7 separate regions of the Mus musculus genome follow, and all the other regions are linked to region 4. A link is a contact called in public Hi-C and promoter capture Hi-C data. All regions are on one chromosome and are shown on one strand. The core of a region is the stretch at or near the end of the contact, and the rest is flanking DNA. Distances in the headings are between cores, read along the strand shown.

Region 1 (3,984 bases), core at 801-3,300, 2.0 Mb after region 4:
TCAAATTAGTTTGGTTTTTTTTTTTAACCTAAATACATTTTAAAATAAGCTGTGATCATAACTTTGGCTTCTTTCTAAATTCTATCATAATATCATACATAATATTGGCTTCTTTTTAAACTCTATCCAAGCCATCCATTTCTTTGCTCAAACTGTTTTCAAGCAATCAGAGGTGGTTCATTACTCTTAGTATAAGAGTATGTTTGCCTTAATGTCCATTGTACAGTATTAGGCAAAGTAAAACGGCCAGGCTTGTGACCTGATTTTAATCTTAAAGTCTGCTTCTGAAGACCCCGGGCTCCTCAGCATTCAGGGAAAATGGTAATATTGCAAGGCTTCCAAGCAATGACAAATAACTTCTTAGTACATAAAACACAGCTGTTTCTATTCAAAACTTTCCCTATCTTTATTTTAAAAATCTCAAAAGTGATATAATTTAACATTACCAACAAGTATTCAATTTTAGCACTAGCCAGAATAAACAAAAAGTCTACATTTAAGAGTATGCAACAAGTTATATATTAGCCCTTCTTCAGTAAGCTTAAAATATACACTTCCTACTTTTAAAAAGTGGCTTCGTTAAAGTGAGTTTTTAACGTTTTAATTCTCACAATTTTTAATAACTGAAAGTGTTCTCTGAACCAACTATCTCGTTTACAACAAGAATCGACATTTTTATAAACACCCAAAGAAGGCATACGGTGGCTTAAGTAACACCCCTGGTGAGCCCGAAATACCTTAAACTTCTAGAAAACGCCCAGTATTAAAAATATTTGGTGTATGAGATCAGAGCTGAAGAACTGGTCAACTGTAGAGAGTGGATGATTCTGGTCTTCAGTATATAGAGCGGGGTGGAGAGAAGAGAGGGAAGAACCACGCATCAGAGACCAGACGTAAGAGCGGCGAGGGACTTTCAAAACGCCTCAGTGCCACATAACTATAACTCAGTTAAGAGAGGAAAGGATGAGAAGCTAAACCAGTGTGTTCCGATCTGGAAAGGCCAAGCAGACAGACGAGGGGACCGGACTACCATTAATGATTTAACGCGTCTAAAACCGAAATTATTCCACGATATGGGTAACAGCGCCCCCTCCCCAAGTCTCTCCGGGCCGCGGTGGCAGATTAATCTCCCCGCGCACCCTGAACCCGGGAACACAAGAAAGAAAAAGCCTGCCAGCGGATGGGCCTGTTGCCACATCTTTCCCTTGTTCCCTTCGTGAGGTCGTGAGGAATACCATTTAACCCCCAAAAACCCGCCAAAAAAAAAAAAAAAAAAGAAGAAGCAGCAGCAGCAGCAGCAGCCCGAATATCCGAAGCCTGAGATTTCTTTTCCCGCCCTGTGCCCGCCAGGGAAAGCCCTTGGGCGGGAGGGCTGGGAGAGGCCGCTCGCATCCCACGTGTCTGCCGCCAGGCCCGGCCAGGCTCTACCCACTTCCCGTCGCCACCCGGGTCCAGCCTCAGGCCCTCTGGTCCCCTCCACGTGGGGCCGCCGGGTCCTCGCACCGCCCCCCAAAGAGACCGCCCGGAGCCGCCCAGTCGCCACGGCGTACCGGTCCCGTACCTGGTGTTGGGGTCGCCCCTGTTGGTAAGGCTTCACCGGCCCCTGGTGGCAACGACGAGTCCGGATCTTGCCGCCGCCGCCGCCCCCTCCTATGCCTCCGGCTTCCGAGGCCATGGCGGAGCCTGGGCGGCCTCCCACTACCGCTCCCGGGCGGGAGAGGCAGAGGCGGCGGCCTGAGGGCCTCCCCCGCCCGGCCCTAGGCGACACACAGACACAGCGAGAACCGCGAGGGAGCGAGCGGGAACTGAGAGTGCGCGCGGCGGCGAGGAAGGCGGTGGCGGCGGCTGAGGGCCCCGAGGTGGCTGAGGAGCGCCGGCCGCGTGCGGACCCCCGCGTCTGTGTTTGTCACCGTCTCTATGGAGATCTCCCGCCGAGGCCGGCGCGAGCAGCTCCGGGCGCCGCTGAGGCCTAGCTCGACCGCCCGCTGCTAGAGGCTCCTCTTCAGTCGCCCTGGCCGTCGCTGCCGCAGTCCAGGCCGCTGGCGCCGCCCGCCAACCCCTCCCCCTGTGCGCGCTGCGCCCGCCCCACCGCCGCCGCCGCCGTCGTCGTCCCTGCAGTCGTCGCCGCCGCCGCCGCTCTTGCGCCTATTACCGCTGTTGAGGCGGCCGCCCCGGTCGCGAGCCAGAACACCGTCACTCCTCCGCGACCGACGCTTTGCGTCATCACGCTGCGACAATGCGGGGGGGGATGGGTGAAGGAAGGAAGGGTTGGCCGAGCCCGCGCTCCCTGTCGTGGGAGCCTCTGGGAAATGTAGTTTTTCTGGCCAGAACGCGGATTCTCGGAAAGGCAGGCTATAGCGGAAGGACACCCACGGAGCACCGCAGAGGCACAAAGCCCGGGTCATTTGGCGGCGGTTGGCTGCTTGTTTAGATTCAGAAGGGCACTCGACACGAATACTGTAATCTCCCATTCATCAATTATAAGCCGAATGGAAGTAAACAGTAAAATCAAAGAACCATAATGCATCACAATCCGGGGGGGGGGGGGGGGAGACCGCGTTGAAATTAACCGTGGCCGCGATCCCCAGGCCAAAAACAAAGTAGGAAAGGCATTTGGCACTTGGGAGGCAGACACAGGGGAATGGCTAGTTACACATTACCCTCAGCTTCATAGTGAGATTCTGTCTCAACGAAAGCAAAAAATACAACTTCATTACTGTTTCATTAAACATATAAGGGCTTTGTTGTCAACACACACCGTGCTGGCATTCTGAGTTGCTTCACTACTTACAAACTTGACCTTGGATGACTCTACTATTTAAATCTACCTTATAAAGTTGTGGGGAGCTAGTGCGGTCGTCTGTGTAGAGAGCACCCAGTAGATTTCCTGGTATACAAGAAACGCAGTAAATGGTTGCAATTATGACCTATGCAATCAACACACATTAAGGGTGACTCATATATCCCTAGTAAACATATATTTGCTTCAGTTAATATTATAGTTAGGTGACTAAACAATGTATCCTCAAAGACCGGATACACCGTGTTAAAGATGCAGGCATTAGACAAAAGGTCTGTGTGATCATGTGGTCCAGCCTAGTCATTCAATGGACTATATGGAAACCAAGAAAATTTAAGGGGCACCATTAAGGGTATCGATTTAGAGCCTGGCTGGTGACAGACATCTTTGATCCCAGCACTCAGGAGTCAGATGTAGATGGATCTCTGTGACTTCAAGGCCAGCCTGGTCTACAAAGCGTTTTCCAAGACAGCTAGGGCTGCATAGAGAACTGACTTGGAAAAAAATAAAAGAGGGTGGATATCTAATTGGGCACTCAAAGCCAGGACTATAACCCAGGGTTTTTTTGTTTTTTGTTTTTATGAAATAAGTAACTATGATTAGGAAAAAGAATCGATTATGGAGAATCATAGACTTAATGTTCTATTAGAGAACAGCGTTCTAAAGTTTATAACTATAAAATCAAATAGATTGTTTGAATCTGTCACTTACTAGCTGTGTAGCCTTGGGGAGATTAGTGATCTTCTTTCTAAGCTTCACTTTCCTCATCTGCAAATAGAATGAATATTTACCTCAACAGGGACACGATTCTGCTTATAATAGCTGTACAGACAGAAAGCACTTAGTGCCAACCAGAAATCCACTACCAAAAGTGATCTCTTGCACCAGCCCACCCCCAAAGTGTACAATTCAAATCACTATTGAAATCAAATTAATAAAACAAAACTTACAGTACCTTTGAACTTATAGTACCTTTCAGAACATCAAAGACCCTGCTGTAACCAGTTGGTACAGTCTGTGTCTGACCTTAACCCCTGAGACAAGTTACCAAAGTTGATGAAAAGAATTCATTTCCTCTCTTTCTGTGTCCTCCCTTCCCAACCTGCCTTCACTCTGAGTGTGTTCTCTCCCCCAGGGCTACAAAACAAGCAGAACTGTTCCTCTCTGGTCCCTTCTCGGCCCAA
Region 2 (3,699 bases), core at 249-2,748, 1.3 Mb before region 4:
ATCCTCACTAGGAGCCAAAGACCCTTCCTTTAGAGCCAATCAAAATGAGCCTGCTTAGAATGTAAAATCCTCTGCTTTAGATTTAGGGCCTAAAACACCGACTGTGTTCAAACTGATACCACTGCATTTTTTTCTTTGCCCCTTCCACACAGCTAAACTTGACGTATGCCATTAATCTGAGCTACATTTCAAAAACCCCTTACTGGCATTTATAATCTTCTATACAACCAGTTTGCTTAAAGCTTTGTTTTAACCTAGGAAAAAGTGGGGATGGGAGAAAGCAGCAGCCTAAGGTGGTTAACTTTGTTAACTGCAGGTGCAAAATATAAGCCAGTTTTGGTTTTTTTTTTTTTGTTTTTTGTTTTTGAAAATGCTAATCGGTATGTTTTAAAACCCTTGTTTTCAACAAAACTTCATGTAACACCAACCCGGAAACACGGGGCATTTCCAATCCGGAGGGGGGGGGGGTCTGCTCCCCGAAGAAAACAGGGAATCCTGAGGTTCCTCTCCCAGTTGCTTTCAGTAAGGTGCAATGATGGCCAACTTGGGCCCCTTGTCCTTTTGTCCCCCTAGACAATCTCTGGCCTAATTTGGGACAAATCCTCCACTGATCACGCCTCCCTCCCCCTCCTGTGGATCTCTGTTCTCCCTTAATTAGAAACTGTACCTCGGAATCGTGCCTCTCACCCCTGCTGCGTAAGAGGAGATGGCCTGACCCTCCACCTGGAGAACAATGTAACCCAACTCCGGCCCATAGATTTATCTCCAGGAAATCAGAAGGTGCGATGTGTCTGGTCATCCCGGATTCCCTCAAAGCGTCCAGCTCCGGGCCTAGGGATCCCAGCTCCTTCCCACCTGGGACCCCACTCTCACCTTCCCTCGCCCAGAGCCTCGCCCCGCACCGTCCGATCTCTCCGCCGGACCCCGCGCCCCGTACCTTTGTAGTGCACCCGCAGGTTGTTCTGCGAGAGGCCGATGTAGCTGAACTTGTCCTTCGGGCTCCAGGACCGGGGCAGCGGCGTCTCCTGCTCATCCACAGCCGGGTAGAGGCGCTTCAGCCGCCTCTGCAGCTCCTTCTCCTGCTCGTTGAGGGCCGAGTCGCCGTGCGGGAAAGGGGCAGCGGCGCTGCTGCCCGCCGCCAGGCCCGGGACCGGGACGCCTGCGGCCGGGCCGGGGCCCACCGCCAGGCCGGGCGGCGCGGTGGCGGGGGCGGCCGCCGAGGCGGGGGGCGGCGGCGCGGCGGTGGCCGGGGGAGGCGGCGGCGGCGGCGGCGGGTGGAGCAGCAGGGCGGCCGCTGCGGCCCCCAAGCCTCCACCGGGCGAGCCGGCCGGGGAGGAGCCGGCGCTGGCGGCCGCGGCCGCGGGCAGGGCGACTCCGGAGCCCGGGGCCCCGGCGGCGGGCGGCGGCGGCGGCGGCTGCTGTTGCGGCGGCGGTGGCGGCGGCTGCCCGGACATCCCGGCCGCGACTCAGCCTGCGGCACCTCCACTCGTCCCTGCTTCCTCCTGCGCTTCCCGGGGGCGCTGTCGCTGCGGCCGCCGGCACCAGGCGCCCAGAGTCCGCCCGCCCCGGAAGCAGGCGGCGGGCCGCGCGGCCCGGCGGAGCGCGGCGGTTGAGGAGACCGACCGCGGGCGGGCGCGAGGGAGCGTTGGCCAGGCGCTGGCGGGCACGCGACCGGGAGCGATGCGGTGGGACAGCGAGGGGAGCGGGCGGAAGGGCGCGCGGCCCTGGGCGACGCGGTGAAGCGGGGAAGAGAGACTGCGAGGAGGTGCGAGCGGCCGCGGCGGCCGCTGCTCTCGCGGCTGTTTCCCGGCGGGCGAGCGAGCGGGCGGGCGGCGCGAGACGCTGCGCGCGGGCGGCGCCAGGCGAGGAGGCGGGCCGCGGCGCGAGGGGCGGGCCTGGTGCGCGCGCGGACGGCCTTCTCCGCGGCCTGGGGCTCGCCGGCGCGGGCGAGGACGCGGGCGCGGGTTCGGCCGCGGGCCTCCGGTGGCTGCGGGATCCTAGCTGCGCCGACCGGCGGCCTCGTCGCGTCTCGACGGGCCGTCCCCCTCAGCCGCCGGGAGGCCGCAGCGCGCCCAGGCGAGAGCAATCGAGCCCTGCTGCGCCGCCGGGAGCTGAGCCCGGGGTTTCTAACGCCTTACCGCCTAGCTAGCGGGTCAATAAAGGGCCCTTGGAAACCATTTCTGAAGGCGAAGTCTCCCGCTTCATGAGTGACCCTCTCGTTAATTAATTAATTTATGAGGAGTCCGAGTGAACTTAATGGGGGAGAAACAGCCACGTTAGGAATACCAATCAAGACGGGCAGATCGTCAAAGGGCAGGAATGCGAACTGTGTGAGCGTTTAGGAAGGGCTTCTGGAGACAGACGTCAAAACATTTTATAAGCTCATTAATTCTCATCATAGGCCTCTTTGTTAGGTAGCAGAGAATTATGCCCATTTTTTTTTAAACATGGAAATATTTACTGAGGTCAGCAGAGTTTTAAAAAAGGAGACTTCCTACTTTGCAATTCTCAGTAGAGTGCTTGGTCAACCCGTGTGGCACAATTTGCCAAGTGTTGCTCTCTGACCCCCACATAGCATTACTAGTCTGTTTTCGGCACTTCCCTTTGTTTAACCTACCCTTTCCTTAGCCCGGCAAAAATCAGGCTTCACTCCCATAATCTACATGGTACAGATTCCGATGCTGTGTTAGCTTCCGGAGATGATATGCTGGCTCTGATTGGACCGTATAAGCATGGAATGGTTGGTTAATAGAGAACTAGTTATTTTGTTTTTGAAGCGAATGGGTCAATGGTGACTTAATCGAAGACTCCCATGGACATAGCGCCTAGCCAGTTGTAGCAGTCCTTCTGCCTAATTTCCATCTTAAATTACCCACACTAGACACTCCATTGTTCATTAGTAATAAAATGCCCCATAACTCTAACCTCGGCTCTACATTTTTTTTAACAAATCACAGCATGTTTACATGACGCCACTGAATTTAAAAAACACTAAAACTTTCGTTTATACTAAAATAAAAGGAGTTCAATGGAAGCCATGTTCTACATATTGGTAGCCAAGATGGACCCCACGGGCTCCAAGCCTCATCAAACAACCTTGACATTCATTAAGATTTTACACATGGACTGGTGAGACGGCTCAGCAGTTAAGAGCACCGATTGCTCTTCCAGAGGTCCTGAGTTCAATTCCCAGCAACCACATGGTGACTCACAACCATCTGTACTGGGGTCTGATGGCCCCTCTGGTGTGTCTGAAGACAACTACAGTGTACTTATATAAATAATAAATAAATAAATATTAAGAAAAAAAGATTTTAGTCATGAAATTTTTCTGTCAGGGCACTTAGAACTTTTTACATACCCTAGGCACTGTTAAGGGAATGGAACCTTCTGAAACCTTGTCAAAATCTTTTTCTTGGAGAAACTGGTTGTCCTCCAGTCGGTGTCAACAGATTAATGAACTGTAAGGGAACATTGTAAAACGGCACTTTCCCACATCAGCAGAAGCAGAGAACCTTTGGGGATATCAGTGTGGTAGATAAGATAACCGTACCTTTTGACTTCTCCGTTCAAAAAATTAAAAACCAGACTCCGGAGATGGCTCGGTTGGTAAAGTGTTTGCTGTACAACCTTGAAAACCGGAGTTCAAGTCCCGATTAAAAAGTGGGGTGCGGTGGCCCACACTTGTAATCCCAGTGG
Region 3 (3,937 bases), core at 850-3,349, 1.6 Mb before region 4:
TGAAATATATAAGCTTAATAAAAAAATAGAATCAATTTATTTTTAAATGAATTGAAGGTGCCTTATTATTTATCCCCTGGCTGCCCTAGAACTCTTCATTAAGACCAGGGTGCCCTTGGAGTCAAAGATCCCCCTGCCTCTGCTTCCACACTGCCAGGATAAATGTTTTCCACCACCACACTAAGCAATGTCTGCTTTTTACGAAGCTTTATAACAACCTTCTGCCTCTCAATGAATCTGAAAAATCTTCAATTTTCCTTAAACTACACCACTCTGATTACACACACACACACACACACACACACACACACACACCAAGTAATAAGTACTGCTTTGAGTCTTTTGCAGAAATATTTACCTGGTAACTTTGAACTAATGAACATATGCAGCTGAGACTCACCCAAACGGTCATCTTTCAGGAGGATTTCCAGTGATTTCTTTTCTTCGACACCACGAAACCCGACTTTCTCATAGTAGACTGATCGAAAGTTCCTCTGAGAGTCGTCAGTCATGTTTCATCCTTGGAGGGATTTTTTTTAGGTGAGCCTAAAACCAAAGAAAGAAGAATTGGGAAGGACATTAGGTGATTTTTCTCGGCCTTTTCAATAAGTCAAATATGATAAATTGCCTGGCCCTAAGCAAGGAGCATTAAATCTTTGGATCCACACAACCCTATCCCACCTTCCTAATGCAACTTGGCCAAAGATATAGATATGAAGATATAGGTCAGCTGCCCTCCAAGCTACTAAAATAGGTAGCACAGAGGGGGCCTCTAGGGTTCCTTCTTATAAGAACCCCTGGCACAATGAAATACCTTGTTCTCATGAATGAACAAAATACAAATGAACAAATAAGATGAATTAGAAAAGCTGGCAGGATATGTTATATAAATGGGGCTAACCAGTGGTGTGTACTAATTCTGCTTCCAGTTTTACAACTAAGGTCTCACTAAGTAGCCCAGGCTGGCCTCAAACTCTCTGCCTCCTAGGTGCGGGGGGTAAAAGGTGTGGACCACGGCTTCTGGTCCAAGATAGGTATGTTTTAAAATAAGAGGAGACATCCAAAATATTAACAAGTTATTCAGTTAGTAAAATTCTAGGTGACCTTAATTTCCTTTTTTGTTTGTTTGTTTGTTTTGGTTTGGTTTTTGTTTTGTTTTGCTTAGCTGTCCTCTCGAAAATAGGCATTTGGAGAAATTAGAAGGGGGTGGAGGGAAGCCCTAAGTCCTGCCCTTATTTTTCTTCCTATAAACACAATTCTACCAAGTTTTGTATTATCAAAATACAAAACTCCAACAGAGAAAAAGCATTAAAGTATAACCAGAAGACGGCTAAAAATCTGGCAAGAGCACTCAAATCATCTCAGAGAATACATAATTCTTTCAGAACAGTCTTTGTGATATTAATGGTAAACCAAAAGAAAAGATCAAACTAGGTTTAGTGACTAGGCACTAAAGATGCAAACATTCTTCCAAAGAATAAAGTCCTCAGCTACTAAAAGCCCCCGAGACGTCCCCAGATAACCAGGGGAGTTTGGACTTCTTGTTGGGAGTTAGATATCTGAACAGCTTCTGTTATGGGGAAGATTGCAATTCATTTTTGAAAAAAGCTATTTAGAATTTAGAATTGCCTTTAAAGAGTTCCACGGCCTCTTCATAGCTGTTAAAAAAAAAAAACCCAAAGATTAAAATGCAATCTGTAGTTTGAGGGCTCTTTTGGTTTTTGTATTTTTAAGCATTCGCTGCCCCTGTCGTCTATCGACAGCATTCCTGGGACTGCACTGTGATGGCACAGGAGTCGCCCTGAAAGATGCGCTGTCAAATCTTGCCCAGGTGACTCCACCTGCGGGAAAGGTGCCCACAACCCAGTGAAGCCCCAGGCCCCGCTCTCCCGGTATGCACGCTTCACCTCGAGTAGAGCAAACACACCCGGCTCAGACTCAGAGATCCGGGAGGCGGCGGAGAACCGGCCCGGCAACGCTGTGCTACCGGCAGGCAGACGGAACCATAAGCGTCAGGGCCGAGCGAGCGAGGGGAGCGATGCCATGAGACACCCGGCCCGGCCCTCTCCGCCTCTAACTCCCGCCGCCGGACGTGACGTCGCCCCGGATGCGCGTGCGCAGAGGACATCTGCTGGGAGTCCCACCCACACGTGGATGTTAACCGGGTGAAGCTGAAGCCCTGAGAGGTGGTAGCGGCCGAGTCTGTGCGCCCTTGAGTATCCACGTCTGTCCCTCTCACCTCGATCCCGAAACCCTGGTGATCGTCTCCCCTTCGTTCAGAGTGCTTGCTTAGGGCACTCTTCTGCCCCGTGGAAACCGGGATCCCTCAGGCGGTGTTTCTTCCACCTCGCCCGGTGGAAAATCGGAAACGAGCCTTTGCTAATCGATTGGGCTGCACTTCTTCTTCCAAACGTTCCAAGTGACCATGAGAAAGCAAATCAGTTAAGTCCTCAGCTATTAAAAACTGAGTGATGGGCAGGAGAGATAGCTCGACAATTAAGAGCACTTACGGCTTTTGTACAGAACCCGGGTTCAAATCCCAGCACTCACGTGGTGATTCACAACCATCAATAACTCCAGTTGCAGGAATTCCAAACTACCCCTTCTGATTTCTGCCAGTACGGGGCACGCGCATGGTGCTCATGCACGCAGACAAAACCTTTATACACAAATATTTAAAACTTAAAAACAAAAACTTATTGGTCCCCCAATGATCAAGGAGGGATAAGCAAAACCATTTGTTCATCGTTTACTGTGCAAAGGGGCAGTTGCTGCCATTTGCCTTTTGGCAGCTACTCAGACCTAGAATGCCAAGCGCGCAGTCAGTTAAGGCTGCTTGCTTGGGGAAGCTGCGAGCCGCTGGACAGAACTGGGGCATCCTGTGTGATTTGTCACGGAGAGCATGTTCTTTGTCCATCCCCAGGTGGCACTGAGTTGGAAGCAAGGACTGAATTAGGGAACTATTAGGAAGATATAGCTGTCTGGGACGGACTACTGATTCGTTTTTTGGATTGTTAGTGCCAATCTGGCTCACTCACATTGTAAGCCCTTCCTCCCGAGGTCTCTTCAAGTATTTTTATCACAGTAACAAGCCAAGGAGGTAACACGGCCGCAGTGAGGCGCTGTCCCCATGAGTGTTGGGAAATTACTGCAGAGAAAGCAGTACCTGGGCCGGAGAGTTAGGGATTTTTAAGGCTGTGAGTGAGTGCAGCTAGTGGTGAAGTCACATGCTGAGCTGGCTAATCTTACCTCAACCTGACACAAGCTAGAGTGACTGAAAGGAGGAAGCCTCAAATGAGAAGACACCTCCATGAGACCCAGCTTTTTCTTAATTAGTGATTGATGGAGGGTCCAGCCTATTGTGGTGGCCCCGGGTTCTGTAAGAAAGCAGGCTGAGCAAGTCATGGGGAGCAAGGCAGTAAGCAGCATCCCTCCATGGCCTCCGCACCAGCTCCTACCTCTGGGTTCCTACCCTATTTGAGTTCCTGTCCTGACTTCCTCCAGTGATGAACAGGTCTGTTGAAGTGTAAGCCTCATAAACCCTTTCCTCCCCAACTTGCTTTTTGGTCAGGCTGTTTCATCACCGCAATAGAAACCCTCAGATAGCATACAAAAGGGCCTGGGTCCACGCCAATTGCCACTTTTTAAAGTACTCACTAAATCATAATGGCAGGAAATGACAACCTGGACATGTGTGTATGAAATGGAAGTCATAGCATATTTGAGACTCCACTCCAGTCTGGGCATGTCATGGGGCACAAACAAAAGGAGAAAGTAAAACGGTTTGAGAATTGACTGTTAACATTCAGTTGTGGGAAGGCTGGGCTCTATGTGGTTGCATTTGCAAGCAGCACCCAGAAGCTGCTGCGGGTTGTATGTCCATGTCAAAGTGAAGGGCGGAGGTGTGAAGGTGCCTCGAAAATGAATTCTAGGATGC
Region 4 (3,764 bases), core at 488-2,987:
AGGAAGAAGCCAATGTGTGTCTGCAGGTGGATGGGAGAGGCTCCAAGCCTTTTCGCTTCCCTGAGGCTAGCCAGTCAGATTTGAAAAGCAGGACCTTGAAGACCATAGGTTAGAACCAGGAAATTAGCGCCGAGGCTGGGAGCCGTGCTAAAGTTCCTGCGAATGCCCCCGAGAGCGACAGCAGGGCCTGCGATCCATTGATCTGAGCGACTGGCGAGCCTGGGCAGGGCAGGGGCTGGGGCAGGTAAGGCTGCGGGGCACAGACCATTGGGCTCTCGGGCACTCAGTGTTCGAGACGCTTCCTTACGGGCTGCCTGTGTTGGGGGGTCGGTCTCCATTTTTCCGTTCACGGTTTCACCTCGGCGTTGGGAGTCTCGGTCGCGGACAGCCCTAGTCCTGAGGGTAAAGACCCCCTTCACCGTCTCCAGGGACGGCGGGGCTTCACCTCGGAGCCACCGGCGACGGCCTAGGGTCGCGTCGGCCCCGGGGACAGGGGCGGGCACGCGGGCCGGCGACCACGAGGCCGCGAGCTTTCGCCGGGAGGCTGCCCCAGCCGCGTCTGCCTCGCGCGTGGGGTCGCGTGCGGCCGCGGGCCGGCTTGGAGCCGTGACCTCGGACCACCCCGGCGGCCGAGCGGCCGCCCGCTTGCTCGGCACACGGGCGCTTGTCCTGAGGTGACACCGCCGGCAACGGCTGAAGCAAGCGGGCGCTGCCGATCAGCGAGTTCGCACCGAGCGAGGATCCCTCTTGGTGCGTGGCCCAGTTTGGCTGAGGACCCGCTCCAACCCCTCGCTGACACCGCCCCCCGCCGCCGCCGCCGCCACGCTCCGAGGCCTTTCCCCCGGGAAGCCTGGCGGCTTGCCCTCGCGGGCCCGCGGGCGCGCTCTCGCGCGCCGATTCCTCGATTCCACAGGCGGTTCGCGCCCGGGGTGGGGGCGGGGCGGGGCGCGCGGGGCCGGGCCGAGCCGGGCCGGGCCGGGAGGGCGGCCCCCGCGGGGAGGGGACTGGGGGGCGGGGCCGGCGTGGGGAGTTCCTCGCTCCCGGACCACACGCTCCGCGGGCCAATCCCGAGCCAGCCTCTAGCAGTGTCGCACGCGGGACACGTCCAAGCGTTTGTTGGCAGGGCCCGGGGAAGGGGGAGGGGGAAGCGATCGGGGAAAAGGGAGTTGAGTGACAGGAGGCGTGGGGCACGCTGGGAATTGTAGTTCTTCGCTTCCGTGGCCATAGCCATTTTGTAGTCAAGGGACTACAACTTCCAGAAGATCAAGGGGACTATTCTAAGGTGCCCCGGGAATAGGCGGCTCTCCCCCGGGCCGGGCGTCCTGGGGCACTGGTACCCAGCTGCCCGGCTGCAGGTAGACGTGAGGGCAGTGGCGAAGGTTTGCATGCGGCGACTGTTGGGTGAGCGGACTGCGGGTGGGGGGGGGGGGGGGGAAGGGGCTGAGGTGGAGCGACCGAGCGTGCCATGCATTGAGCTAGGGAGCCTCTCTCAATTCCACGACTGGGCTCGGCGTGGGAGAGGCGCCTGACGGGCGGCCCGCAGAGGCTTCGTGGAGGCCTTTCCGGGGTCTCGTCGACGGGGCTGCGGGAGTTCTCCGCACCGGGCCGGGGCTTGTGGGCAGAGGTTAGGCAGGCGTGCGGGGGGCTCAGCTGTGGGAGTTTTCGGCTGGCGGGAGGTGGCGAATTAGCCGAGGAGCCCTAACTTGTATAAAAGCAGAGTCCATTTAAAGTTGGGCTGGCTAGCCTCTCTCTCATTGGTTAAGGGGCTTGGAAAAAAGAGACTCGGCGAGCCCTCCGCTGTGGTGCTGCCGCCGCCACCGCCGCCGCTGGAGTTGACTCTTCTGCTCGCACTGCTGCTGCAGCACAAACGTGACTTCCAACATTTTAAATTTATCTTTTCCTTTTTTCTTCTTCAAGATGTAACTACAGATCAGATACTAAGGACCTTCACGTTTCGCTGATGTAGTTTTTGGAAGAAAAAGGGGGGGAGTGAAGGGCGTCGGTTTTTTTTTTTTTCTTCTTTTTTTTTCTTTTCTTTTTTTGTGTCTGTTGTATGTTTCGGGGGAAATTTTCCATTATGAGTGTTTTACTAAAGTGAATTTTTCTTGTTTGCTTCGCTCGTCTTTGGCTCTTTTTATATTTTTTCTTTTATCCTTCTCAATTTCGGATTTATTTCAAGGCGAATCTGGTTTTGGGGGAAGAGGAAGAAAAGTCGGATTACAAGATCAACCACCACCAACAACAATAAAAACCACCAGGATATTTTTTTGCAAATTTCTGACGGCTTTAAATTCATGAAGCAATTGTCCCCTTTTGCAATCAGCATTTGGATCTCAGAATGAGCAAGGAAAGACCCAAGAGGAATATCATTCAGAAGAAATACGTAAGTGCTCTTAACAACACATCCTTTGGCTTGCAGTTTTAAGCGATGGTTGTGAATGTCAAGTTTATAGATAATTCTGCAGCTGAAAGGTTTTAAACAGCGTCCGATAAAGCTCTTTCTTTTCCGAAAGGGCTTTTCAGGCAAAGTCGTGTCTGCCTAGTTTGGTTGAGAAAACAGACTGGTGTAGAGATACCTCAAGTATATAAATTGACCTCGAATGACACAACGTTGATGTAGTTTTGGTGAAAGGCAAGGGGTTTTGGTGGAGGTTGGGGTTCTGTGTGTGGGGGCCCCCGCAGTGATCTAACTGCATTCTCGGGCGGATTTGGTCCCATATTGCACTTTGCATACAAATGAGCCTGTTATTAGTGTTATTTGGAAAATCGTGTAAGGTATGTGTGTTGGAAGCTAAGTTGCAATCCAGAGTACGATTATGGCGATCTTCTAGCACTGGCACATCATTTAATATATGTGGCCCTTTTGGCTTATCTAGCTTGCAACATGACCCAGTTGGGAATCATGTTACTGGGAATGCATTTATTGGTATTGACTTTTATAAAGAGGCTGGTTTTGGTTCTAAAGATTCATGGTTTCTAGTTTGAGGGGAAAAACATAGCTCATGTAAAAGTATATGTGTGCCTGAGTGAATGCATGTTAATACGAATAATTTCTCCCTGAAAACTGGGTTTCTGAGATTGGGTTGTGATGGTTAGGTTTGTTTTGTGCACAGTATAGCAGCGTCTTGCTTGGCATAGGGAGTGTTTTTGTTTTGTGTAGTGGCTTTTTTTTTTTTTTTTTTTTTTTTGTAAGTTTGGGGGGAGGGAGTAGAGAGGGAAACCAGGGGATTAACCAAATATGCACTCGAGTGATCCGGTGGTTAGCTGCGTATGCTTTAGAGCAAAGTACACTTTTTTCCCCCAGAAAAAAAAAAGGCCCTTGAAGATAAATAAAGAACAATGCGACCCTATGAGAAAGTTTTATTTAACTAGGGTCGATGATTTGGTCTTAATATTTTTCCTTTTTGGTTAGAGAGGAGTGTATAATGGGAGATGACCTTCTGGGCAGTGGTTTTGTTAAATGTGTACACACACACACATTTAATGGAAAACCTGAATTTCTCCCGGAGAGCTGATCCTAATCTATACACGTAAACTTAACTTGAAAGAAACGTAAGATTAAATGAAGCTCAACTTACAAAGCCTACTCCATAAGGAATTTAAGAATTAAAATACATCCGCATTGCAGTGGGCCGGGTAAAGCGCAAAGGACTAGTTTAAACTCGATGTGTAGAAACTGCATGGACACACAGCCTTGCCTTGGAGCGTGGACTCCTTCCCAGAGCATGTCTCCTGACGTAGCCACAAAGGATATGGGGTAGAAC
Region 5 (3,848 bases), core at 484-2,983, 1.2 Mb before region 4:
ATTCCACACATATTTTAGGAAGGAAAATCACATTGTCAGCCAAGTCTGCTAGGTCCGGGAATTATCTCACATACAAACAAAACAAAACAAAACAAAAACCCAACCACGGCTTCGGTTTTTTGTGTGTGAGATAATTCCCAGACCTAGCCTCACTCCTATTAGGCAAGAGCTCTATTATTGAGCTGTATCTGAGACCCCCAAAGGGCAGCCTTCCTGAATAGCTCACCACAAAAAGCTGTAGCGGATCAGTGGGCTTCTCTTTGCTACCTTTCTTTTGCCAGATCTAATGGAAACAGTTTGCTAGATCTTGCCAAACTCCCAGAAAGTTTCTCTAGGTCCCACCACTTTGCTACTGAAAAGGAAGGGAGTTGTTGCTGCAGAGGTCGGGTGTGGTATATTTAACTGAGTGCCGAAAGCAAATTCAACACAAATAACCAATGTGGGCAGATTGCACAATTCTCAAGTTATTTTTGTGATAGGCAATGTTTTTCTTTCTCATTCCGTCTTCCTGTCTCTCAAATTGGCTATTGATTCCCAACGAGTAGAAAAGCACAATGCACTTATGGCCCCGGTGGATACTGGCACCACCAGGAGATACTGTGTTGATGCTCTGTTTTGATGGACTTCCAGCATAGGAAATACGGGAAAGGCACCACTATCGGGACCTTTCCCCTGTAACTTGGAAGTAGGACACCATCAGCTCAGCGAAGTCAACACATCACACAAGAAGGCCACAGCAACTCCTGGAGCCCGAGAGAAGCAAAGCCATGTGCACACACATTGTGAAAGGGTACTTAATATTCTGCGTGACTGGGTTGGGAGCTCCCTCAGCCAGCCCGGTGAGCTGTCTCATGTTGGTTTGGCAAACGACCTCGGCGGAGCATGTGACATACACACTCAGCTCCATGCAATCCACCCCTGCTGGATTCTCGACCAGCTGCATCTTTTTCTGAAATGTGGCCAGAGAGAATGTGTCTAGAGTTATTGTTGATGGCTCTTTAATCCACTTCGTGGAATAAACAGAATGGAGTCTGACAGGCCTGGTTTTCTTCTCAACATATACTGCCCAGTCTAATGGATGGGGTGAAACTGTCTCTGCTTTCCCAAAAGCCAGGCAACTTCCTTCCTTGTTTTCAGCCCACGATAATTCAGCCTGCTTTTAAACTTCAGTGTGTATGTGTGTGTGTGTGTGTGTGTGTGTGTGTACTGCATGCTATGTTAGAAAACAATCAAAGTTAATCCACATGAAGTGTTGGTCTCTCTTACTTCACTGGCTCCTCCTCAGTTCCCTTCCCCAGAGGCCACTGTCTCAGGTTCCTCCCTTGTCCTTTCTGTGGCTCGGCAGAGAAGAGAGGCTTCGAGTTCTGAATGGCATTTTTATACGTTCAGCTCAAGTGGCTGATGAAATGCCTTTTTCCAAATCACACTCTCCATGGCAACATAGCTCTGGAACACACACACACACACACACACACACACACACACACACACAGACATATATATTGCCCCACGCCCGTCATCCTTTGAAACACAAAATGGAGGGGAAATGGGGCAACCGAGGAGCGAAAAGAAGGCACACCATCGCAGTCAACCGCGGTGGTTAGTGGCTTCTCAGATGCTTCCAGACAGCTTTTTATACAGAAATAGCTCCGTGAGAGCAGCCCGGCCTACTCAGACTGCAGAACAGAGAGATCCCTGGAACCTGCCTTTGTGTAACTTTCCCCTGGAGCTCAAGTCGAAACACATCTGAGCTTGGTAGGGCTGTGTGCCATTACATCAGCACACAAACAAACAGCTGAGCTCCCCGGCTCGCCTCCTTCTTTCTCCCCAGAACCAGCAGCCTTTTTAGTTTGCACCTGTTTTCCCCAACCTCAACACCACCCAGAAGTGGGAAGCCCTTCAGGTTTTCCATCATGGGGTTGAGTAAAAATCTAATTCTCACACTCTAGAGAGGAAGAATAAATACAGAGTTCTCTCTCTCTCTCTCTCTCTCTCTCTCTCTCTGTTTTGTACATTTGACAAAACTAAATTTGGAAAAATCCATTTTTTGAGGCCATTTTGGAACTAAGCGATGAATTAATTTGTTCTCAGTTAGAAGGTCTATTGGTCACGGGGACAAAGGTAGCTGATAGGAGTGGCAGGGTCACTTCATAAGTTGCGCTGGAAATTCCTTGGAGCTGAAGCCTGAGGGAAGGTGTGGAGGAATGTTTACTTAACCCCTGCATTAGCATAGACAACGGTACATTGTGCTGGGGATTGAAGGCATGACCTTGCACTTTCTAGGCAAGTGCTCTACCCCCTGCCCCTGATGCAGAAGAAAAAGCACACTCTATGTTTTAGTAAAGGGGCTGGGGAAATAGCTCAGTTAAAAAGGTGCTTGCCACACAAGCGTAAGGGCCCAAGTTCAATCCCCAGAACCCACATCTCAAAGGCCACATGTGGTAGCAGGTGCTTGTGATTTCAGTGCTGGCGTGGTAGAGACCGGTGATTAGCTAGGGCTAGATGGACATCTGGCAGAGCCTAGGACTTGCTGAGTCCTAGGTTGTGAGAGATCCTGTCTCATAAAACCAGGGTGGCTATACCTAAGGAGCAATAGCCAAGGATGCCCTCTGGCCTTCATAGCCATGTGCACACAAGTACAACTGCACAGACAATGCGGAATTGAATTAAAAAATACCCCTCGACACATGCTTTCAATTCCAGTTCTCCAGAGGCAGAGGCAGGCAGATCTCTGAGTTCGAGGCAGCCTGGTCTACAGAGTGAGTTCCAGGACAGCCAGAGCTATACAGAGAAACCCTGTCTCTAACTCCAAATACTCTACCCCATCCCACCACCCCCACCATCCCCCCCCCAAAAAAGAAAGAAAGCTAGGTTTTAATATTGGAGCCAATATGGGAACACCAGAAAAGGGCTGCTTCTATCCTACAACAGACAATCTTAGTCCTGATAAAAGAAATAGTTATTTGTGTATACGTTTTGGAATACCTGGAAAGATCAAGTTCCAAGGACATATTTCTTTGTCTTCTGGCTAGTGCCTGGAGATCCTCCATTTGTTGGGAAATATTTGAATTCTACAATCACAGAGAAAAGTATTGAAAGATCCTGACAAAATGTAAAAGGTCACAGAAGCCCTGAAATTGGCAAGATAGATGTCATTGTTAGCAGAACTAGCTTCACTGATTTAGAAAAATAGAGGTGCACAATGCTCTGGCCACTCCTTGAACCCATGTGTGTGCCCACTGATGAAGCCCATTGCCAGGTGTTTGTGATATTGGTTGCTGGGATAGGGTTGGAAAATCTCCCCAGCCGGAACCAATCCGGAGTTGCTACACCTGCACCAGACTCTCTCCTTGTACCCCTCCCATACCCATTTCTTGAGAATAGACATTGTTTAGATCTGGAAATCCCCTACTCCCACCTTCTCCTTTCCCCCCTGAGGGCCTATAAAAACTGGGACCCCTTTTTCCTCGAGGTCAACTCCTCTACCCCTGCGTGGGATATGAGTTGTCCCCTGAGTTCTGGCTTTCCCCGAATAAAGCCTCATGTGGTTTGCATCAAGCTTGGTCTCTTGTGAGTTCTTGGGTGTCCGCTATTGCCTGAGGCCTGAGCGAGGGGCTCCTCTCGGAGTCTTTCAGTATAATATGCAAATTTCTGTGAGAAGTACTGTACCCATAGTGCTCATGTCCACAGCACTTAGGTGAGAGCAAAGTCTTACACCCTCACTAGGCGTGACTGTAGATGGCTTCCTTTAGTCTCTGTGGGGCTGCCCCATCCCCACCGCTGTCCCAGTGCCCCTTGCCTCTGTGCGCTCATCTATGCTCTAGTAGGTGGGTGCCTTTCCTCTCTCA
Region 6 (3,938 bases), core at 280-2,779, 1.5 Mb before region 4:
GTGGCCCCATACTGCTCCATGGGTGTGCCCGTTCCCTCCCCATCCACAGCCCAACCCACCCCTTCCTTGCCTATATCCAGCTTCCCTATTTGCTCCTAATTTATTTTAAACATTGCCTTGAGAGCACAGGAGCAGACATTCCCCCAAAGCCTGGGCCTCTTCACTGCAGCCCTTCACAAGCCAGTCACCTTCTCTTTGAGGTGGGTGAGGAGAAGGAAGATGGGATGGAGGAGAAAAGAGGCCCGTGCTCTTTTGGGCTCCCATCATTTCCATCTGGTTCGGAAGCCTAGGCAAACCCAGATACCCGGGACTGGTTTCTTTGTTAAACAACAGACTTTCCCACGCTCCCCCCAACTCCACCCCCAAAGGATGCGGGAATCAGGACGAGGACTTCTTGGCATAAAGTTTCTCTTAGTGAGAAGGAGGTGCCCTGGTGGGATGCCTTAGCCTGGTTTGGCAATGCTGGACACAGGGCCTTCAGGGAAGCTTTGTGTCACAGTGTGAGATGAGCAGATGCATTAGAGGCGATGCTTTCAACCCTGTGTGCTTTATCTGGCCATTTCTTCTATAGCCTACGCCATTTTAGGTGCACATCTTTGAGGTGGAAGATCCTAGCCAGCAACAAACCGGGTGTACAGAAAGTGTCACAGGCCCAAGGGAGCTAGAGATACCCTGCATCTGGTTTACTGGACACTTAACCAAGAGAAAATAGAAATCTTGTTTTCTTTACAAGAACCCCACGTGGCACTACATTTGAGGTCAAATAGGGTTTCTGCCTTATAGAACTTGGTATAAAGAAAGTGATATGCAAATAAGCCTGGGCCGGGGTGTGGTTCAGTGGTAGAACACCTGCCTAGAATCCAGAAAAGGGCTGGAAGGTTCAGTGATAGAGAGCTTGCCTAAGACCCCACATAGAGGGGTTGGGTGCATAGTTCTACAATGAAGTGCTAGATTACTTCTATGCACAAGGCCCAGTGTCCCATTCCTCACACTTCAACAAGCAAGCAAGCAAGCAAGCAAACAAACAAACAAACAAACAACAAAACCCAGAATCCTTCACTCCAATATAGAAACTGGAGTCCTATTGACTGCTAAAACTCATACAATTACACAGGCAGACATGCCTGGGAGACAGAATAGTTGGTATGTGTACTCAACACTGAGGAGATCAATGCAAGACAGGCAGGTGGCTAGCCACCTCCCATCGGTATCACATGTCACCCTGAGGATGTGCTCAGACCCATTACACCAAGCAGGGGAAGACACCAAGGGAGCTGAGTCACAGACACTCAACTCTGAGACTAAGAACAGACCTGAGGCTGGCTGTGCTGCGGTCTGGAATATACCATACTCCTCCTTATACTTCACACAGCCTCCTGTGAAGTAGCTCCATAAAGTATCTCAGAGATGGGCCCTTCCTTTGACACCTACGTGAGACTCAAAGTCAGCAGGTGGACGTCCACTCTACTCCTGATAACGATAATAGGCTAGAAGAGTCAACCCTCCACCATTGAGCTGAAATTGAAACTAAAATTTCTGCCCCTACCCTAGACACCGATGAGAACAGAGAAGCTAGAAAAGGCCACTTGCCTAAGGCTGTAGAACCAACCAAAGGCAAGACTTAAAACCCAGGCAGTCTGGACCTGAGAGGCCATGTCTGCAGCTACCGATTAGGGACTATTTCTTCCAGGGCTGAGCTAAAACTAATGGGAGTCAGAAGGGCAGGAAATGGCTCCAGACCCCATCTGGAAGTCGTAAGCTTGTTAAGAGTTCTTTCTAGAGCTACTTGAGGGAGACAGCAGAGTCAGCAGCCCTGACTGAAAACTTCAAGACCTCCATTCCATGCTGCTTCCTGCCGGACAGATGAAACCTGACCTCCCCGCCAGAAAACCAAGCAGGAGCCGGCCTCCACGTGAGTCTGGTAGAAATTAAAATTAAGGTGATAGCGTGCTCACCAGTTGTTCTCAGAAGGAGGAAAAGAACTCAGAGAATCTGGCTCACATACACCAAGCACGCTCCAAGGGCCATGGCTGGGTTTGGGGCCCCTATTTTATTGGGTTTGGGGGGGCCTATTTTGTAGCCCTGCAAGACACAGGAAACAACTTCCTGGAGCTCATGAGGCAGGCTGAGGCAGTCTCTCCTGCTTCTCTTCTTTCTGTTTCAGTGGGGCCTCCTAGGAGCAAGTTCTGGATAAAGAAACCCACTTGCCCAAGGCCACATACACAGCCTGGGGTGTCACAGGCCCATCCTGATAGGCATACACAGTGCAGAGATCCAATGCCAGGGAGCCATAGAAACAGGTATGTGTGGGGCTTGGTGTCCCCAATACAACACCTGGTTGATCTTTCTGCAGCTCTTCCTATGTCGTGTAGTCTTGTAGGCCACAAGAAGACTGGAAGGCACAACTGGGACTCAGGGCTGGCCTGTTCCCAACAATGACTTAGTATCTCATTCATCCTGGGGCAGCCTATCAGGTTCCCAATTCTTAACCATCTTTATGACTCTCTCTCTCTCTCTCTCTCTCTCTCTCTCTCTCTCTCTCTCTGTGTGTGTGTGTGTGTGTGTGTGTGTGTGTGTGACATATAAAAACATATATAACTAGATTGCAAGGTTCTTAAGCATGAACTCTGTATTCTGTAAAACACAACTGTTATGCCGAAAGGCTGGAACTTAGTCGGACAATGCCTCTGGTCACTCCAAAAGGTGGACACGGTTACAGCAGAAATCCCTCTGAGAACCCAGAAGCAGAGGCCTGCATCACTGGAGAGGCAGTCCTTGAGCTAGGAACAGAGCTTATGGGCGAATGGAGACTGGGCGAGAAGCCGGGGGACTCAGCCATTTGCCAAATGCTTCAGATTCTCTTCAGGTTTCTTTTGCTCTGGAAAAGGCTGGCTGTGTCCATTGGGAAGAGAGCATCGTCCTAGTGGTTGCAGACAAGCTCGTTCCGTTATCTGCATCTTGAGACACGCCCCTTCACCTCTCTGCCCTTCCATTTTTGCCTGTAAAGCACTGTTTATTTCACAGCTGTGAAAAGCAAAAGCAAGGTAAGGCATCTTTCTGTAAACCACGAAGCAGTTGGCGACACCATGATGTTGTGTCCTGACAACCCACTGGGCGCAACAGAGGTGACAGAGGACTGTGCTATCCCAGTCTTTGCAGTTGCCTCTCTAAGCCAAACTTCCAAGGCCACACACTCATTGAAGAAGCCACAACTTGAGTTTGTCTCACACCTCCGAAGAGAGAGGACATGTCTGCAGAAGGGTGTGGCTTTCAGAAAAATCCCAACACCTTGGCAAACATTTGACAAATGGGAGAGGGCAAGTGAGAAGATCAGAGAGAGCCAGGAAGAGTTTAAAATGTGATGATAAAAAAGTAAATAAGAGATGGAGAGACAGCTCAGAGTTAAGAGCACTGGCTACTCGCCCAGAAGACCTGAATTCAATGGCCAGCACCCGCATGGCAGCTCACACCTGTCTCTAACTCCAGTTCTGGGTCTGACACCCTCCCACAGACATACATACATTCAGCAAAACAATGCATAAAAATAAGTAAATAAATAAATATTTTTAAAATAAAAAATAAAATAAACTACCTCTATAGCAAGGATTTTCTTGTGTCTTTCTATACTCTGTTCAAAATTTGATAATTAGACTCAGGAATGTCATATCCCACAGGCTAATAAAAGTTTTACCCTACTCTCTGCTGGGCCTGGTACTTCCTTAGATGTGGGCATCCAGACTCCAGGTATCCCTGGATGGTACCTTTCTAGACACCAAGGAATCTTTAACAGGTTCCAGGACACCAGGCTGAGCCTGGTGACTCTGTGGCCACCAAATGTCAGAAGAGACTATGTTTGGAGATCATCTTGACCACAACAGGAGAACAACCGGTCCTGGAGGGAAGCTCTTGATTACAGGATCCAAAGGCTGCTACACCTT
Region 7 (3,940 bases), core at 86-2,585, 1.2 Mb before region 4:
GTTCCAGCATCTTCTTCTCGTTCAGCGAGTACTGAAACAAACATGCGGCATGCTTAGAGTCTCATCCATTCCTTCCGGTGCCTTAAACACGCAGTCCTCACTGTGTCCTGGAACATCTAACAGGAGACCGACACCCTGATCACTGTTGCCCGCCTGCTCTTTCTCTGAAGTTTAAGCTTCTTATATTCACTGACTGTGTGGCTGGCTTAATATCACCCGGGCACAGCTAGAGTCATTGGGAAGACGGATCCTCCGTTGTGAGAATGGCTCACCAGGCTGGCCTGGGGGGCGTTTTCATGATTGATGTGGAAGGCCCAGTTCACTGTGTTGATGGTTGGGTTCTCTAAGAAAGCAAGCTGAGCAAGCCATGGGGAACAAGCCAGTAAGCAGCATCCCTCCATGGCCTCCGCATCAGCTCCTGCCTCCAGGTCTCTGCCCCGACTTCCTCCGATGGTGACTACAGGCTGTAAACGGAAATAAACCCTGTCCTCCCCAGGCTGCCTTTGGTTATGGTGTTTCTCACAGCACCAGAAAGAAACCAAGGCATTGATGGTGTGGTGTGTGGCCCCTTTCCACTTCTCTTCTCTCTTTCTTGTTTTATTTTATTTTTTTAAAATCTCTTGGCTGTGACATCACTGGGTCCTGCCTACGATTAGAACAGCATTTCTTGAGTCCCATGAATATGGGTGTAGATCTATGTGCCTTCGGGTTTGGAAGGGCTGATAAAGGGGAGGGGCACCATTTAATTTAGGAATGATACTCCCATAACTACAAGTATGACAGACATCACTGACATTTATAGAAGCAGTATAATATTGGGAAAAAATAGCTCAAGAAATATAACTCTGTAACAAGATATATTACTGCTGTAAAGAATAACATGGATGCACGAGACCCAGCAAGGCTTCCCAGGCTGTCTTAACAACACTCAAAAGAATCTCTGCTGTGGGAAACCGCAGCCCAACGTCCCTGAAAGCTGTTAGCTATTAATGCTAGGAAAAAAAACTTAGTACTGCTCTGTTGACAATAAAATAAAAATCAGACATGTTTCCATAGTAATGAGCATTAGTATCTAACTTAGCAAAGGGCAACCTGTACAACCTGTAGTTTAAAGACAACAATGTTATCAGGAAAAATGTTAGATGCCCTTCAAGTACCTAAAAATTTATACCTATAAAATATTGTCTTCAAACTACTGGAGCAATCAATGGAAAAATGCAGTGGTCAGAAGTAAAAACACGCCCCCGAACTCTGGAACCCTGAACTAAGGACCAGCCCGTGACCAAGGAACCTAGCTGATTACATAAGTTGGGTTTCAGATCAGTGCAATTCCTCAGATCACCAGCAGAGGGCAGAGTGCAGTGTGCAGCAAATACTCAGGGAAAAGAAAGGCCTACATCTCCACAATGTCACAATTGAAAAAAAACCACATATCTGTGGCTCTATCTCCTGGACCTCTGGACCAGCTGTAGAAATCTGCTGTAAATATTACCACAGCCTATTTTTTTGTTGGCTGTGTTGAGTATCAAGCCCAGAGCTCTGCACATGCCCAGTTAAGTGCTCTTCCACCGAGTCACAACCTTAGTCCTAATTTACCAAAAAGATAAAGAATTCCAATCCCTTGTCTGCGTCTGCATTACGGAGCTCAGACATTTATTAGTGGTGCCACGCAGCCCTGCCTTGTGCTTCAGGGCACTGATGCCGGCTCCCTCCCTTGGTAAATCCTCTACTTTTTATGCATCTCTACTCCCTGGAGCTCTCCCAGTCTCTGAGATATATTTCTTTCCACCCCGGTTCTGCACAACCACGTCACTACCTTCCTAAACCAAGTGAATTACAGCAAAACCTAGCAAAGAGTTTCTCTTTTAGACACTAGTCAAGGAGTTCACGGAAGCTTTCTATAGGCTACGTGACTAGATCCTTGGGACCCCACAGCATCACGTTAGAGACAGCCATTATTCCGGGTAACAAAGCTCAGTGTAACCGCTGAAATGCAAGGCAGTTCAGATGCGATCACACACTTGTCTGAGTTCTAGCTTCAGGCATCACTGGGACATAAGGACTGAAGACGAACTCAGCAGTGACCAGAGCAGGAAGAGCTGTGCGGTTTCCTCTGCATGGGAGCCGTGTCTTGCTACTGCAAAAAAAAAAAAAAAAAAAAAAAAACAAACAAACAAACAAACAAAAAAAAAAACGCTCCACACGCCCTAGCCTTCTTACGCCACAAGTAACAAAGGTACCTTTAATGTTACTCAAGCTAAGGAGGGTCTGAGCAAGAAGATGGGAGAACTCAGACAGGAATAAAAAGTCAATAGAGTGTGGAGGGGTACTGTAGCCCAGGGAAAGAGAGTGTGTGTGGGGGGGGTGAGGGGTCGGGGGTTCTGTGTCACTGGTATCACAGTAGAAAGTATGAAGCCTAGAGTCTGAGTCTCAGAACTGCGAAAAAGCTAAACAAAACAAAAACCAACCAACCAACCCCACCAGAATAACGCAACATCTATCTATTGAAACACACAACTACTCATATCATTTAAAAGACAATGTAGAAATAAGCTTTATCAAAGTTCAATGTAGAATGTAATATGATGGTAATATTACCTAAGTCATAAAATCAGCTAACTTCAGTTAGGGCTGTGGGGATTAAATCAGCATTTAATAGATTACGACTGAGTGTAACTGTCTTATAAACATCTGTGTAACATACACTCTATTATCTTTGAAATAAAAGTTTCAAATTCTGTTTGACGTTTTAATTTAAATGTTACTTGTGAAACTAAATTTAAGTCCTGATCTAGAATGCAATTAGAATTTAAAATCAAGTTGTGAACTCTTACAAGTGTCTAATGATATTTGTGTCTTGCATATAAGAGTAAGACTTCAACAAGCATTCCAGTCTAAAAAGAAATAAATTAATGATTTACTTTTAATAAAGGAACATACCAGTTCTTTTACTCTGCTTTTTTCTAGATTGAAGTTTAATTTGGTATCTGTCCGGACTTTGGTCACTTCATCCTGGTCAGAGGGCAGAGGACAAAGAGAATAAGAAGCCACGGTAAGAGATCTGAGCCTTCTGAGACTTAAGCTTGGGACTGCCCGCTGCTTCTCCCATGGGAGCTGGTCAGAGACATGGAGCCAGGCCTCCTGGTGTCCTGGGACTCAGGGTCAGCCACGTCTCCAATCAGCTCTGTGTCTAGCCCTTGTGGTTATCTGCACAGTCCCCTTTGACCCAAATGTCAGCACTACCCGTAGGGCTCAACTGCTTATGATGTGTGAATAAAATTATCTAGAGCATTTTAGAAAGTAAAGATTGACCAAAGGAACAAATAGTCAGCAGAAGGTTTCTCACTAAGGCTCATCTACATCTTTTCTAACACCACTGCTCTTTCCTGAAGTAACCAAATGCTGGGCTAGCAACCATCTAACCCGCATAGAATCCTACAGAGCCACCCTCTCCGAGACGGGTCTCAGGGAAGGCTACTTTAGAGGAGTTTTGGTTTACAATGATTTAGCAGGCCTGGTGGCAGAGGCCTGTAAGCTCCCACACGCAAGAGACACAGAGGGAGCTGGAGAGCTGGAGTTGCTCACAGGGAGACCATATCTTAAGAAAGCAAAATATTCCCACAATGCAATCTTGTTAACGAATGTGGCCACAGACACGGGTCGTCAAAACATCACCTGACGTGTGCTTTGGAAGTATATTATGCATATTCCACATAGAGCTGAGTTTTCCAGTACCTATATTGTACTTGTGACTTTAATCTACTAATAAGTATATATACTTTCACTTTCATATATGCCAGAGGACAGAAAGGGGAACTTACCATCACTTGTTGCTTTAACTGGTGCAGTTCAAGTTTTATTTTCTAAAAACACAGTAAAAAGAAGAAAAGTCAAGGACACGTGACAGAGGTAAACATTTAAGCCCAAGCTCACCAATGGC

The links. Promoter capture Hi-C pulls out the DNA fragments that hold promoters and counts their contacts. Hi-C and Micro-C count contacts between places; a contact is called where the count stands out from the background.
Region 1: a contact with region 4 is called in a Hi-C map of regulatory T cells, with 12 times the contacts expected there. The contact joins the promoter of Nup153 here to the promoter of Jarid2 in region 4. A contact is called at or near these places in 2 of 484 Hi-C or Micro-C datasets (CD8 T cells and regulatory T cells).
Region 2: a contact with region 4 is called in a promoter capture Hi-C map of liver, with 6 times the contacts expected there. The contact joins the promoter of Ranbp9 here to the promoter of Jarid2 in region 4. A contact is called at or near these places in 7 of 39 promoter capture datasets (3T3-L1-derived adipocytes, hippocampal neurons, liver and 3 more), 3 of 484 Hi-C or Micro-C datasets (CD4 T cells, embryonic stem cells and liver), 9 of 115 datasets of contacts at active chromatin or transcription factors (the 230-238 cell line, astrocytes, embryonic stem cells and 5 more) and 2 of 9 other capture datasets (adipose tissue and liver).
Region 3: a promoter capture Hi-C map of pre-B cells shows a contact between it and region 4, with 6 times the contacts expected there. The contact joins the promoter of Tbc1d7 here to the promoter of Jarid2 in region 4. A contact is called at or near these places in 4 of 39 promoter capture datasets (cranial neural crest, hippocampal neurons, liver and 1 more), 3 of 484 Hi-C or Micro-C datasets (B cells, CD8 T cells and regulatory T cells) and 4 of 115 datasets of contacts at active chromatin or transcription factors (astrocytes, embryonic forebrain, embryonic stem cells and 1 more).
Region 5: a contact with region 4 is called in a promoter capture Hi-C map of liver, with 3 times the contacts expected there. The contact joins the enhancer-like site here to the promoter of Jarid2 in region 4. A contact is called at or near these places in 1 of 39 promoter capture datasets (liver), 3 of 115 datasets of contacts at active chromatin or transcription factors (embryonic forebrain, embryonic hindbrain and embryonic stem cells) and 2 of 9 other capture datasets (adipose tissue and liver).
Region 6: a promoter capture Hi-C map of liver shows a contact between it and region 4, with 2.1 times the contacts expected there. The contact joins the enhancer-like site here to the promoter of Jarid2 in region 4. A contact is called at or near these places in 2 of 39 promoter capture datasets (liver and pre-B cells), 3 of 115 datasets of contacts at active chromatin or transcription factors (embryonic stem cells, extraembryonic endoderm stem cells and thymic regulatory T cells) and 1 of 9 other capture datasets (adipose tissue).
Region 7: a promoter capture Hi-C map of liver shows a contact between it and region 4, with 4 times the contacts expected there. The contact joins the enhancer-like site here to the promoter of Jarid2 in region 4. A contact is called at or near these places in 8 of 39 promoter capture datasets (the 3T3-L1 cell line, the C10 cell line, frontonasal cranial neural crest and 4 more), 6 of 484 Hi-C or Micro-C datasets (B cells, CD4 T cells, LSK cells and 3 more), 10 of 115 datasets of contacts at active chromatin or transcription factors (the 230-238 cell line, T-cell acute lymphoblastic leukemia, double positive thymocytes and 7 more) and 2 of 9 other capture datasets (adipose tissue and liver).

What each region holds. Positions count from the first base shown.
Region 1 is chr13:46,725,799-46,729,782 of GRCm38.p6, forward strand. It overlaps Nup153 (nucleoporin 153), which reads right to left and starts at 2,051. Exons shown (of 22, transcript NM_175749.2): 1 at 1,562-2,051. The coding sequence starts at 1,675. All of the region lies in intron 1 of Gm46412 (a long non-coding RNA gene), which reads left to right.
Region 2 is chr13:43,479,475-43,483,173 of GRCm38.p6, forward strand. Ranbp9 (RAN binding protein 9) reads right to left here and starts at 1,499. Exons shown (of 14, transcript NM_019930.2): 1 at 938-1,499. The coding sequence starts at 1,454.
Region 3 is chr13:43,169,402-43,173,338 of GRCm38.p6, forward strand. Tbc1d7 (TBC1 domain family, member 7) reads right to left here and starts at 2,100. Exons shown (of 8, transcript NM_001252639.1): 1 at 1,908-2,100; 2 at 401-546. The coding sequence starts at 512. Gm40929 (a long non-coding RNA gene) reads left to right here and starts at 2,421. Exons shown (of 4, transcript XR_873309.3): 1 at 2,421-2,441.
Region 4 is chr13:44,729,534-44,733,297 of GRCm38.p6, forward strand. Jarid2 (jumonji, AT rich interactive domain 2) reads left to right here and starts at 1,738. Exons shown (of 18, transcript NM_001205043.1): 1 at 1,738-2,383. The coding sequence starts at 2,339.
Region 5 is chr13:43,524,243-43,528,090 of GRCm38.p6, forward strand. The region is part of intron 2 of Gm32939 (a long non-coding RNA gene); the gene reads left to right. Among named protein-coding and RNA genes, the nearest start is that of Gm32939, 9.4 kb to the left of the region's middle. Within about 2 kb of position 1,734, at least 216 of the 459 cell types and tissues checked have an H3K27ac peak or open chromatin away from gene starts, as enhancers often do. A contact at or near this core is called in adipose tissue and liver, where this site is marked.
Region 6 is chr13:43,242,187-43,246,124 of GRCm38.p6, forward strand. The region is part of intron 1 of Gfod1 (glucose-fructose oxidoreductase domain containing 1); the gene reads right to left. It overlaps LOC115488162 (a long non-coding RNA gene), which reads right to left. Exons shown (of 2, transcript XR_003950633.1): 2 at 2,541-3,938. Among named protein-coding and RNA genes, the nearest start is that of Gfod1, 60 kb to the right of the region's middle. Within about 2 kb of position 1,530, at least 85 of the 459 cell types and tissues checked have an H3K27ac peak or open chromatin away from gene starts, as enhancers often do. A contact at or near this core is called in liver and thymic regulatory T cells, where this site is marked.
Region 7 is chr13:43,545,711-43,549,650 of GRCm38.p6, forward strand. Mcur1 (mitochondrial calcium uniporter regulator 1) reads right to left here. Exons shown (of 9, transcript NM_001081059.3): 5 at 3,822-3,863; 6 at 2,941-3,012; 7 at 1-31. Among named protein-coding and RNA genes, the nearest start is that of Mcur1, 13 kb to the right of the region's middle. Within about 2 kb of position 1,336, at least 29 of the 459 cell types and tissues checked have an H3K27ac peak or open chromatin away from gene starts, as enhancers often do. A contact at or near this core is called in B cells, adipose tissue, bone marrow-derived macrophages and 2 more, where this site is marked.